Regions from separate parts of the Sus scrofa genome. Here all the other regions are linked to region 2. A link is a contact called in public promoter capture Hi-C data. All regions are on one chromosome and are shown on one strand. The core of a region is the stretch at or near the end of the contact, and the rest is flanking DNA. Distances in the headings are between cores, read along the strand shown. Region 1 overlaps PHLPP1 (PH domain leucine-rich repeat-containing protein phosphatase 1). Region 2 holds the start of PHLPP1 (PH domain leucine-rich repeat-containing protein phosphatase 1). Region 3 holds the start of ZCCHC2 (zinc finger CCHC domain-containing protein 2).

The links. Promoter capture Hi-C pulls out the DNA fragments that hold promoters and counts their contacts.
Region 1: a promoter capture Hi-C map of fetal liver shows a contact between it and region 2, with 6 times the contacts expected there. The contact joins the enhancer-like site here to the promoter of PHLPP1 in region 2. A contact is called at or near these places in 4 of 5 promoter capture datasets (fetal liver, fetal skeletal muscle, liver and 1 more), 23 of 47 Hi-C or Micro-C datasets (adipose tissue, alveolar macrophages, brain and 13 more) and 2 of 2 datasets of contacts at active chromatin or transcription factors (alveolar macrophages and skeletal muscle).
Region 3: a promoter capture Hi-C map of fetal liver shows a contact between it and region 2, with 2.2 times the contacts expected there. The contact joins the promoter of ZCCHC2 here to the promoter of PHLPP1 in region 2. A contact is called at or near these places in 2 of 5 promoter capture datasets (fetal liver and liver), 5 of 47 Hi-C or Micro-C datasets (heart right ventricle, liver, retroperitoneal adipose tissue and 1 more) and 1 of 2 datasets of contacts at active chromatin or transcription factors (skeletal muscle).

Annotation. Positions count from the first base shown.
Region 1 is chr1:158,640,164-158,643,760 of Sscrofa11.1, reverse strand. It overlaps PHLPP1 (PH domain leucine-rich repeat-containing protein phosphatase 1), which reads left to right. Exons shown (of 17, transcript XM_021099624.1): 17 at 1-951. Among named protein-coding and RNA genes, the nearest start is that of PHLPP1, 220 kb to the left of the region's middle. Within about 2 kb of position 2,035, at least 11 of the 83 cell types and tissues checked have an H3K27ac peak or open chromatin away from gene starts, as enhancers often do. A contact at or near this core is called in adipose tissue, fetal liver and retroperitoneal adipose tissue, where this site is marked.
Region 2 is chr1:158,862,219-158,865,411 of Sscrofa11.1, reverse strand. It overlaps PHLPP1 (PH domain leucine-rich repeat-containing protein phosphatase 1), which reads left to right and starts at 1,769. Exons shown (of 17, transcript XM_021099624.1): 1 at 1,769-3,193.
Region 3 is chr1:159,020,743-159,024,377 of Sscrofa11.1, reverse strand. It overlaps ZCCHC2 (zinc finger CCHC domain-containing protein 2), which reads left to right and starts at 2,235. Exons shown (of 14, transcript XM_021099630.1): 1 at 2,235-3,247. The coding sequence starts at 2,306.

The DNA of each region.
Region 1 (3,597 bases), core at 786-3,285, 220 kb after region 2:
TCGCATTAAACCAGGGGTTTACTCCACACCCTTCTCCCAGACACTTTCCTCGCCTGTCTTTGCAGCTAGTCTGTAGGTTCCCATTCTTTTGGTCCTTTTTTTTTTTTTTCTTTTTTAATAATCACCACTTTTCTTCTAGTGATACTTTACTAGTATGATTTAAATTTGTTAACTTCTACCCCTAACATATCAGATGTGTAAAGACAAAGAACAAAAGGTTTAATATATTACAGAGAAACAGTTAATGATAATGTAATATTTTTTAAAATGGCTCTTTGTTGTTTTGTTTGTTTGGAAGGCAGGGCAGGTTGCCAGTGCTAAATGATTTAATATTGTAATTCTGTATTTCTTTGGGGGGGAGGCTTTTTTTTTTTTTTTGTCTTGAAAATGATAGACATTTGTAGAATATGGAGACTAACTCCTAGGAGTTGCTTTACTCTGTCAGGTGACTTAAGTCACTGGGATTCACTAATTTTCTCTGAGAGAACAGTTGATTGAGAAATTTCTATTGTAAATAGCTCAGTGTTGTATAGTGATGCTTCAGATGTTTTGTAGTTTTGGCATAAGGGACACAGCCTAAACAACTGACTTCCTTCCTCCCCCTCTGGTGCACCCTCCTGCCCACACCCACCTCGACCCCCACCTTTTTAGTTCTTTAAATGATGAGCCTGAGCAGCTAAGAGCATTGCTGTTCAAATAAGGTGGATCCTACACCACTGGAAAGGAACCTGTACCTGAGAGGCCTCTGCACCTTTTTTCTTCCTTTCCTGTTCCCACCCAGCCTTTTGACTTTTGCAGACACTTTTTAACTGTGTTCCTTACTGCCACCACAATCAGCATGATTGTATAGAGTTCAGTTAGATCATTTACATACCAAGAGTTATATTATGGCAGAATGCACAAATGAACATGTCATAATTTTTGTTATAATAAATATAAAATTTACAAGTACTGGACCCATCTGCTTTTGTCTCAGGAGCCAGATGTGTCTTGCAGATGATCACAGCTTGGGTTGGGAGTGAATGCATGGAACTTTGGGGTTAGCACATAACTGACTTTTCTTTTTTTTGGAGGGAAGACACCCATTAGGTTAACTGACATTGAAAGAAGGTAGTGAAAAAACCCTATGGTTAACATTATGCATAGCTGATTTTACAACCTATTTCTTGTCATTATTGTGTAGGATAGATGTTAGCAGGGAGCAGACAGAAGTTGCATAGAGGAGATTCCTGGAAAACTTCTCCCACAAAGCCAAGTTTGTCCCCAGTTCTCTCAGGGGTCCCTCAATCATGTGAACAGATTTATAGATCTATATTCGAACCATGAAAATCAGGAGCCAGTTGCCTCACTCTCTACCCCTAGTAGAAATAATGTCTGTGTAGTGGGGTCCACTAGAAAATCCTGTATTCCTAGTTGACATACTGGCCCCATTTACAGACTGTAGCACTGCACCCCTCACCCCACCCTGCATCTTGGGAACCATGTGTTGAAGATGCTGTTGGTCTTCTGTCTTGTGTGGACCAGCTTCTTTCAGTCTGCCCCCTCAACTGGTACCTGGCTGGTTGAGTGACAAGACATGGCAGTTGGTCTTTCTTGTAGACTCGGTAATGGGCTGTCTGTCCCTTCACTGGGTGGCCAGATCGATGGACCAACCTTGTCTTGGTGATGTCCTTTCTTCATTACATGTCAGGCTGCTTGTACAGTATGCACTTTGAAAACCACTAGGCTTTGGAAGACTGAGCTTATCTCAGCCCCGGAAGGGGCCTAGTGACCAAAAGACAAGTGTGCCAAAACCCAGGCAGAGCTCTCTGCTCTAGACCAGGAGCAAAATCACCTCCTCAATATCAGTGCAGACTTGGAGGGCTCTGGGTTTTCACCCCAGTGCCATGGTCACTGCACCTCTGGCCTGGCTCTCTGATGTCCTCAGTTCTTAAATCTCTCAAGGGGAGGGCTCCCCTGTTGGCACATGCAGGGCCTATGCAGACTGCCAGTGTGGACCTGATTCCGCTGCAGCCCACTTGCAGAGGAGTCAGCATTTCTGCCCGGAGTGTGGCCAACTGAGGAGCTCACAATAGGCCCCACGGCAACTGCTTGTGCCCACAAGTCCCATGTAGCTGATTGGGAGAAGGGCTCGAGCTTGGCATTGGTGTTTTCCTAAGGCCATCAGTTCGGTCAGTGCTGGCTTCTCAGGTGGTTATATCATTCAGTCACATTGAGCACATGCCGCACAGAAGGTTCTATGGAGATAAGGAACCGCCCTTTGGGAGCTTGGAGTAAACAGGCATGTGGATGAAAAGGAACAGATGAACACATATTAAGTAGCTAAAGAGACAGAGATCCACCAAATAGGCCTGCTTGCTTTTGCCTCGAAGCCTCCCAGCTGTTTCCTGAGGAGCTCCTCTTCACTTTCATCAAGGCAGCGTCTAAGAATGTAGAATTGCTTATAAAACTGTTGTGCTTAATATTTGAAGATCCTCAAAGCCGTGGGCTCTCCAAGGTGAGTATGAGGGCGAAGGGCATCCACCTACAGCGTTCTCTCTTTCCTGCTGGGAGAGCCAGTGAATTTAACTGGGAGAGGGCAGGGTGGGAGGTTGGAGCGGAAACTCAGAGGCTCTGAGAAGGCTCGTGGCCTTGCTGATAGACTCAGCATTCCCTGCTGAGGACCCTGGAAATTGTCTGGTGTTGGGTCAGCCAGGGGCTGCCACGTGTTGCCCACAGGATCCTGATTTTGCAGAAGGCAGTCTCAGGAATCGGGACACCAACTGGTCCGCTGTGGTTTCTGCAGATTGCTTTTGTCACAGCACCACCTGCTGGTGAGATTAGATTTGGGGTGGAAATGGGTATAACTTTTTGCTCCTTCCTGCCCTCTTCCAAAAGAAGGAAATTTCAGGTACTTATTCTTTTCCTAGACACATGACAGAAAGCAAGCCCAAGCACTATTAAAGTAGTCAGAGAAGCTGCATTGAGCCTTTTTCCTATTCCCCCTGGAGATCAGCTTTGTGAGGTAGTACAACTGACGACTGACTCCTGTTATGGGCAGTTTTTCCGTGGGAAGCTGATATGCAGACATATCAAGAGGTATAACCAGGATCGTAGCATCAACCTGGGAAAAAGAAGTCCATTTCCAACATCCATCTAATCCTCTCTTCCCCGTGGTGAAAAATAAATGCACAAAAACTTATAATATGCTTTGGATCTTACAGGACAATATGAGTCAGCTCTTTGTTGGCACTGCCCAGTGGGGAGAAAAAGAACAATTCCCATGTGAACACACATCAGGAGTCATTTTGAATTCGGTCTGACACATCAGGAATAGAATTTCTATAAAGTGTGGGCTCTGTGGTATCTGCCCTCCTACCTCCCCAGTGACCACACCAGCTAATCTGTAGATAGCAAAGCCTTATCTAAGTGGAAATTGTGTCATTGCTGTAAACGAAGAACTTAAGGTGGTCAAATAGAATATAATTGGGAACATAGCAAAAGGACTTTTTTATTTTTATTCTTTGTCTTTTTAGGGCCACACCCGTGGCATATGGAGGTTCCCAGGCTAGGGGTCTATAATCTGAGCTGTAGCTGCCCGCCTACGCCAGAGCCACA
Region 2 (3,193 bases), core at 520-3,019:
TTCCCCAGTCAGGTGTCAGATCCAAGCTGCAGTTGTGACTAAAGCCACAGCTGTGGCAACACCAGATCCTTAACCCACTATGTAGGGTTGGGGATGGAAGCTGCGTCATAGTGATCCCATTACACCACAGTGGGAACTCCTGGACTGTCTATTTTTTATGAACTCTTCTTTCTTTCTCTCTTTCCTCTAACCCCCAAGTTTAGTTAATTTATTGAAGGTTTGGAGGTAAAATGAAGGATGGATCACACTGTGAACGCTTGTTCTTCTGCTCTTTCTTCAACTCTGGTTTTTGTTATTTTAGATACAAGCAAATATGATGTTTTTCAGATGAGTGTCACTGAGCCTGAAATAGTTTATTATATTCTAAAAATTATATTCTGCATTCTTCCTCTTCACCAAAAAACTCCCCCCAAACCAAACTCATTATTTTCTGAGGCTGGAATATATTTCCTTTTTCTTCGTGTTGAGATACCTTAACATTATTCATTATTCCCTTCCTCCTGCCAATTTTGTAATCCCTCAAACCAAGTCTAACAGGTGTGCATGATGACTCTCCAGCTCCTCCCCCTCTAATATGTTGAATACTAAATTCTCCAGGCAATGTTTTTACTTTCATTTTCCCCCTTGGGGGATTTTTTTTGGTTATAAATTTAAGCGTAAACAAAATTCCTAGAGGCAAAAAGGGCAGCATTGTGGCAACTGTGTAAAGCTAAACAACAGAATGTGGAGTTAGATTGAGTACAGTGTTATAATTTCTTAGAGAGGATGCAAATGGACATTGTGCCAATGATTACAGTATTTACAATTAGAACAAACTTCCTTGAGTTTGTTACATTAGCTGAATAAATATAACTCTAGAAAGCAAATATATGGGAGTTAATATATATTTCTGAATACAGAAAAAAAGAGGTTTATTGGAAATCAACTAAGGAACTAACCAATATAAAGAAATATAAATAGTCCATGTTTTAGTACTGAAACTGAATGTGCTCTTTGTTTTTTTAAACCTTTTAAAAGGAAGGCTAAATTTAAATACCATTTTTTTTTTCATTTTTAGGATAGTTTGGGTTATGTGCTACTCAAGGTAATGAATGCATTGGTGCAGTTGAAATTCATCTTTAATGTTACCTCTTTCTCTGCCTCTTTACTGTCTCTCAGACACTGATCCTTCAGCAAGCAATCAGTTTCACTCATTCCATAAAATTTTATCCAAAGTGAAGTCTCTATTGTTGGACTTCCCAGACTAGGTTAGTTCCCCTTGTTTTATTTTTGCTGCTTCGTATGGAATCTGGTATTTTTCCCTCCTCTACATCCCTCTCACTGTTGAATGTCTTTCTTCCTTATGTGTAAGCTCTATGAAGGCAAGGACAGTATCTGATTTATTCAACTGCTGTAATAGAATTCCTGGCATATGTTTATAATTATTTGCATTCTCCCTAATTTAAAAAATGTAACTTTGTGCTGTTGATTGAATTGAAATGGAATAATTATTAGTTTCATGAGGACAAGAGGAAATATAGAATAGAAAAATATGGAAATTCATTCAAAATAAAAACATAGAAAATCATTTTCAGGAACTTCAAGAATCGATACTTATTTTTCATCCTGTTCACTGAAACTGTGTAGATTATCTAAGTACAACTTTCCCTGCGCTTATTAGTTTGTTCTTTGAGCTACAATTTCCAGTTTCTCTCTCTTTCTCCTTCCCTCTCTTTCTTTCCCTTCCTTTTTCCTCAACACCCGCCCCTATCCCCAACTCATCCCCAAATTTAGTAACTTTAATGAAATTAAGGCAGGTTCCGGATAGTATGCAGTTGAAAAAGGCGCATGCGTAGTAAACTCAGTTTATAAAACCGTATGGAGAAATGGTAATTCAATTTAAACGGTTTACTAAATTCTTTTTAAAAATAAGCTACCCTAGTTACTTAAAATATTGTTTTAACTGACAGAGAATGCAGCTTACAACTAAACACTGTAGCCGTAGAAGATATTTTTTTTTTTCTGAATACTGAAAGAAAAAAAGAAAACTTTAAGAACACACAGGACCTGCCCATCTCCTATTCCACCGTGTCTCCATTCCAACGTTTCCTATACTTTTAATCACTTTCTCTGTCATGAAGTTACTTCAGACCTTAAGATCAATGGGGAAAAGTGAGATCCCAGCCCCTTGCCTTTTTTCTCCTCAGATGTAGGATCGGCTCGGAGTTGCACGATTTCCACCAGGCACGTTCAAAGCATGTCCAAGTTAGAATTTGCTGACACTGCCTATCTTCCCTGGCCTTGAATACTTGGGGGGGTAAATAGGGTTGGCTTTGACTGCCAATTATCTTGTGCTGTGGATGTGTATTTAACAATGGGTGGTGGAGGTGAAGACAAAGGACCTGGGACCTTCGTACAGTTCAGAGTTCCTCAAAGTCCTCTTTCAATTAGCAGGAAAAAAACAAAGTCTCTGGGGAGTGAGAGTAGGCGGGTTAGATATAAGTTTATGAACAAGACCATTCCGACCACCGAGTTCAACAGCAGAGGGCACAATACCCACTGTCCATCGCCAGCTGCTGTTTGCAAGGAGGGACTTACTCTAAGGATCTCTGGGGTTTGTAGTTCGCCACGTTCCCCTCGGGCACATCCATCAGCGCGCCAGAACCACAACTCCCAAGGTGCACTGCGCGCCCCTGTCTTGGCACCGCCCCTTCTCTAAGGCCCGCGCAGGAACCTCCCGGGAAACTGCCCCTCAGCCCCGCCCTCTACGCACGCGTCACGTTTGTTTACCCTGAAGCCCCGCCTCGCCGCCGTCCTCTGCTCTCCCCTATCCTCTCTGGAATGCCGTCATGCAGGCGATGCATATTCATGAAGACCCCGAGGAGCTCCCGCCCCGCCCGCCTCCCGCCTCCCCGCTCCCGGCACGTGATTAATATTCAATGAGCCCATTTCGAGGCTGGTTATCCAGGGTGAGGTGGGGGAACGGGCGGGGCCTACGCTGGGGAGCCCGCGACCGGGGCGGGGAGGGCGTGTGTGTGTGAGGGCGTGTGTGTGTGTGTGTGTGTGTGTGTGTGTGTGTGTGTGTGTGTGTGGTGGTGGGGGGGGCGGTGGCGGTGAGGCCAGCGGGCGGGCGCGCGCGCGGGATGGAACACCGAGACACCGACGGAATGCTCCGAATTGCCACATAATCCCCTGGAACGGCCGTGCCGAACGC
Region 3 (3,635 bases), core at 986-3,485, 160 kb before region 2:
ATGTCTTATTAGAATCATCTGGCTAGTTTTTCCCAAGAAACACACCTACACCTCATCCTGGGATTTCCATCTGGGTCCCTCCCTGCTGCAGTACATCACCCTTACTGAAGGTGTTTTCTCTCACTTATGATAGGGTGGAAAAACACACCAAGGCCTTGTCTAATGAATCGCAGTATGAAGAGAGGTCTCTGAAACTTGGGCATAAGTAGCAAATTATCCAGCTGATGGATGATAACCAGAATCATTAAGTCATGGTGTGTGTCATGTATGTGCAGGAGCACGGATCACTGCATTTCCTAATATGGGCCAAAGATAGAAGGACAAAAGTAATCATCCCTCATTACAAATATGAATTCTGACCTAAAAATGTATGGATCAAGTATTGTGGAGAGTTAATTCCAAATGGCTTCTTGTTGTCAAGAAAAACGTAAAGACTGCCTAAACCACACATAAAAATCACCTCAAAGGAACACAAGATATCCAGATCTAGACAACTCACTATGAACCTGTGAAAATCTAGCAAGATTAATATTATTATTGATTGCCTAAAGTATTTCACCCTACGCTTCAGAGATGTGGGAATAGATGAGATAGGGTATGATTCCAGGGCAATTGAGGTTTGTAATAATAAAAAGGACTGTAATAATAAAAGTCCTTAGAAAGTCTTCTCCTCATTGTAATATTTCTACATTACACCCAAAGAACACAAGAAAATAGCAAATTACAAGATAGAATGGCTTTCATATATTTTACTAATCTAAAGTGTATTGAAAACAATTGTCTCCGTTTTATTGCAGGGTTCAATTGAGACTTTAGGCTTCAATTCAGCCTTTTAGTATAAAATTAGCTTCTTAGGGCAGAAAACTGTGAGGTGAAGAGGGCTCAGCTTATGGTCTCCCAACAGATGTTCAAAATTTTTCAGAAAGATTTTTTTTTTTGTTTTTTAACATATTCCTACGATATAGCTGTAGCAGGGCTTCGCACCGGCACCAAATTCAAAATGTTAGCGTTAGGCATAGAAATGTTACGTAGCAAATAAAATAATTTCCAAAAGATGGTGGCTTTGGGGGGGCTTTTGCTAACAACTGTCGTGGAAATTTCCAAAGAGCGTTAAAGACCAGAAGCAACCGTTAAGCCAGGGGCGTCCTTACCACTGCGTCTCCCCTCGGCCCAGAGCCCGTGGATCTCCCTCAGGTCGGGTTGGGTCGCCTCTGCGCCCGGAAGATTGCATGGTGCAGCCTGCACTTCGCCTGGGCACCCTCCTGCTTTCGAGGCGTCCGGGCCCCTCAACCACAGCCACAAGCCAGCCTCCCGACCCAGCTCCCCGATCCTCAACCCAGAGAGTCAACCCAGAGATCCCGGTAAAGTTGTGGTGGGAATATCCCATTGCTGACTTCCAGACAGTCGGCAGGGCGGTGCACCGAAGGAGCTCAGGTTAGCGCGCTCCCCCCAGGGGAAGCTTCGCTCCCGGGACGCGTACCATGCGGCCGCGAAGGGAACCCAGCGGCGCTGTGGGGCGGTGGCCCACGCGAAGAGGAAGGCAGAACAGGACAGTCAGTAGTCAAAAGCTGTGTTCAGGCCCTTGGAAAAGGGGCAGTTCCCCACTTCCCTCCGCACACGCGGGTCTCAGCAGCGCCTTGCCGCGCTCTAGCACACCTAGCCATCTCCTACAGTCCTACCGCGTCCTTCCCCACCCCAGCCCGCGGTCAGCCACCACACATTAGGACCGCGCGGAAACCGCCGAAAGGGAAGGCGGCTGGAGGGCAGTTGGGCGTGGCTTATCGAAGAGAGGCGTGCCCGAGGGGGTGGGGACACTACGCAACCATCGGTTCTGGCTGTTGATTGGCTGAAGTGACTGAGAGGAGCCCGCAAGCGTCTCCGCCCCGCCCGGGCTGCTCCTCCTCTTCTCCAGCGGCTTGGTCCGCACAGGCTCGCGAGGGAACCGCTCAGGCGCCGCCGCCCCAGCCCAGTGCGGACGACGGAAGAGAGGGAGGCGGAAGGAGGACACGCTCGCTCGCTTGCTCCCACCCGCACCCGGGCTCCTAGAGCCGGCGCGGAGCCCAGAGGGAGGAGCCGCGGCGGGCACGCCCCGCCTCCGGCCCGGGAAGACGACGCCAGCGACCTCGCCGGCCGGCCACCGCCCCCCTTGCCGGCCGAGACCCGCCCCCGGCCCCGGCCCCGGCCCTCCCCCGGCGGCATGGAGGGGCCCAGCTCCTGACTGCCGCGCCGCCGCCTCGGCCCCCGTCCCTCCTCCCGGCCCCTCCCTCCCGCCCCCGCTCGCATGTCCGCGCCGCCTTAGCCGAGGATGCTGAGGATGAAGCTGCCGCTGAAGCCGACGCACCCCGCGGAGCCGCCACCCGAGGCGGAGGAGCCCGAGGCGGACGCGCGGTTGTCCGCGAAGGCGCCACCGCGCCGCCGCCGAGACTGCCGCCCCCCGCCGCCGCCGCCGCCGCCGCCGCCCTCGGGCCAGCTGCGGGGCCCCCAGCCGCCGCCGCCGCCTGGGGGGCTCGGGCCGCCTGTTGCTGGGGGAGCGGCGGCGGGGGCGGGCATGCCGGGCGGCGGCGGCGGCCCCACGGCGGCGCTGCGGGAGCAGGAGCGGGTGTACGAGTGGTTCGGGCTGGTGCTGGGCTCCGCGCAGCGCCTGGAGTTCATGTGCGGACTACTGGACCTGTGTAACCCGTTGGAACTGCGCTTTCTCGGCTCGTGCTTGGAGGACCTGGCGCGCAAGGACTACCACTACCTGCGCGACTCGGAGGCCAAGGCCAACGGCCTCTCGGACCCCGGGCCGCTGGCCGACTTCCGAGAGCCGGCCGTGCGCTCGCGCCTCATCGTCTACTTGGCGCTGCTGGGCTCAGAGAACCGTGAGGCCGCCGGCCGCCTGCACCGTCTCCTGCCCCAGGTGGACTCTGTGCTCAAAAGCCTGCGCGCGGCCCGGGGCGAGGGCTCGCGAGGTGGCGCGGAGGACAAGCCCGGCGAGGACTGCAACGGCGAGGAGGACGCGGAGAAGGACGGCTCCGGCCCGGAAGGCAGCGGCGCCGAGCCCCGGCGCGGCAGCGGGCTGGGCTTCAGGGCCCAGGAGGAACTGCTGCTGCTCTTCACCATGGCCTCCCTGCACCCGGCGTTCTCCTTCCACCAGCGGGTCACCCTGAGGGAGCACCTGGAGAGGCTCCGCGCCGCGCTCCGCGGGGGCCCCGAGGACGGGGGAGTGGAGGCGGAGTCGTGTAACTTTGCCGGCCCCCGGGCCCAGGTAAGGCGTGCCAGCCCTCTGCGCCCGCAGTGTGGTCACCGCCTCGGCGACCTGCCCTGCCCGGCTTTCGGACTCCCGGTGGCCGAGCCTCACCCCACGCAGGTGGCTCGGAATCCCCTTGCCACGGCTCCCCGCCCAGTTGTACTAGCCTTCGTTAGTCTGGACCGCTCATTTCCACTGCTCCCCCCACCCCCGCTGCACACAGAGGCACCCGCCATAACAGAATGCTCTAGAAGTCTCTTCCGTGCCGGAGTTACCACGGAAAACATAGAGCACTCAGCCCGATCCCGCTCTCAGATGAAGAGTCTTGGGACTTTTTGACTTTGAGCATCTCTAGGTGCTGGGAAAGGCGAAGCGCTAGTGGAGCCCGTGTGTCGGCCGCAGTCTC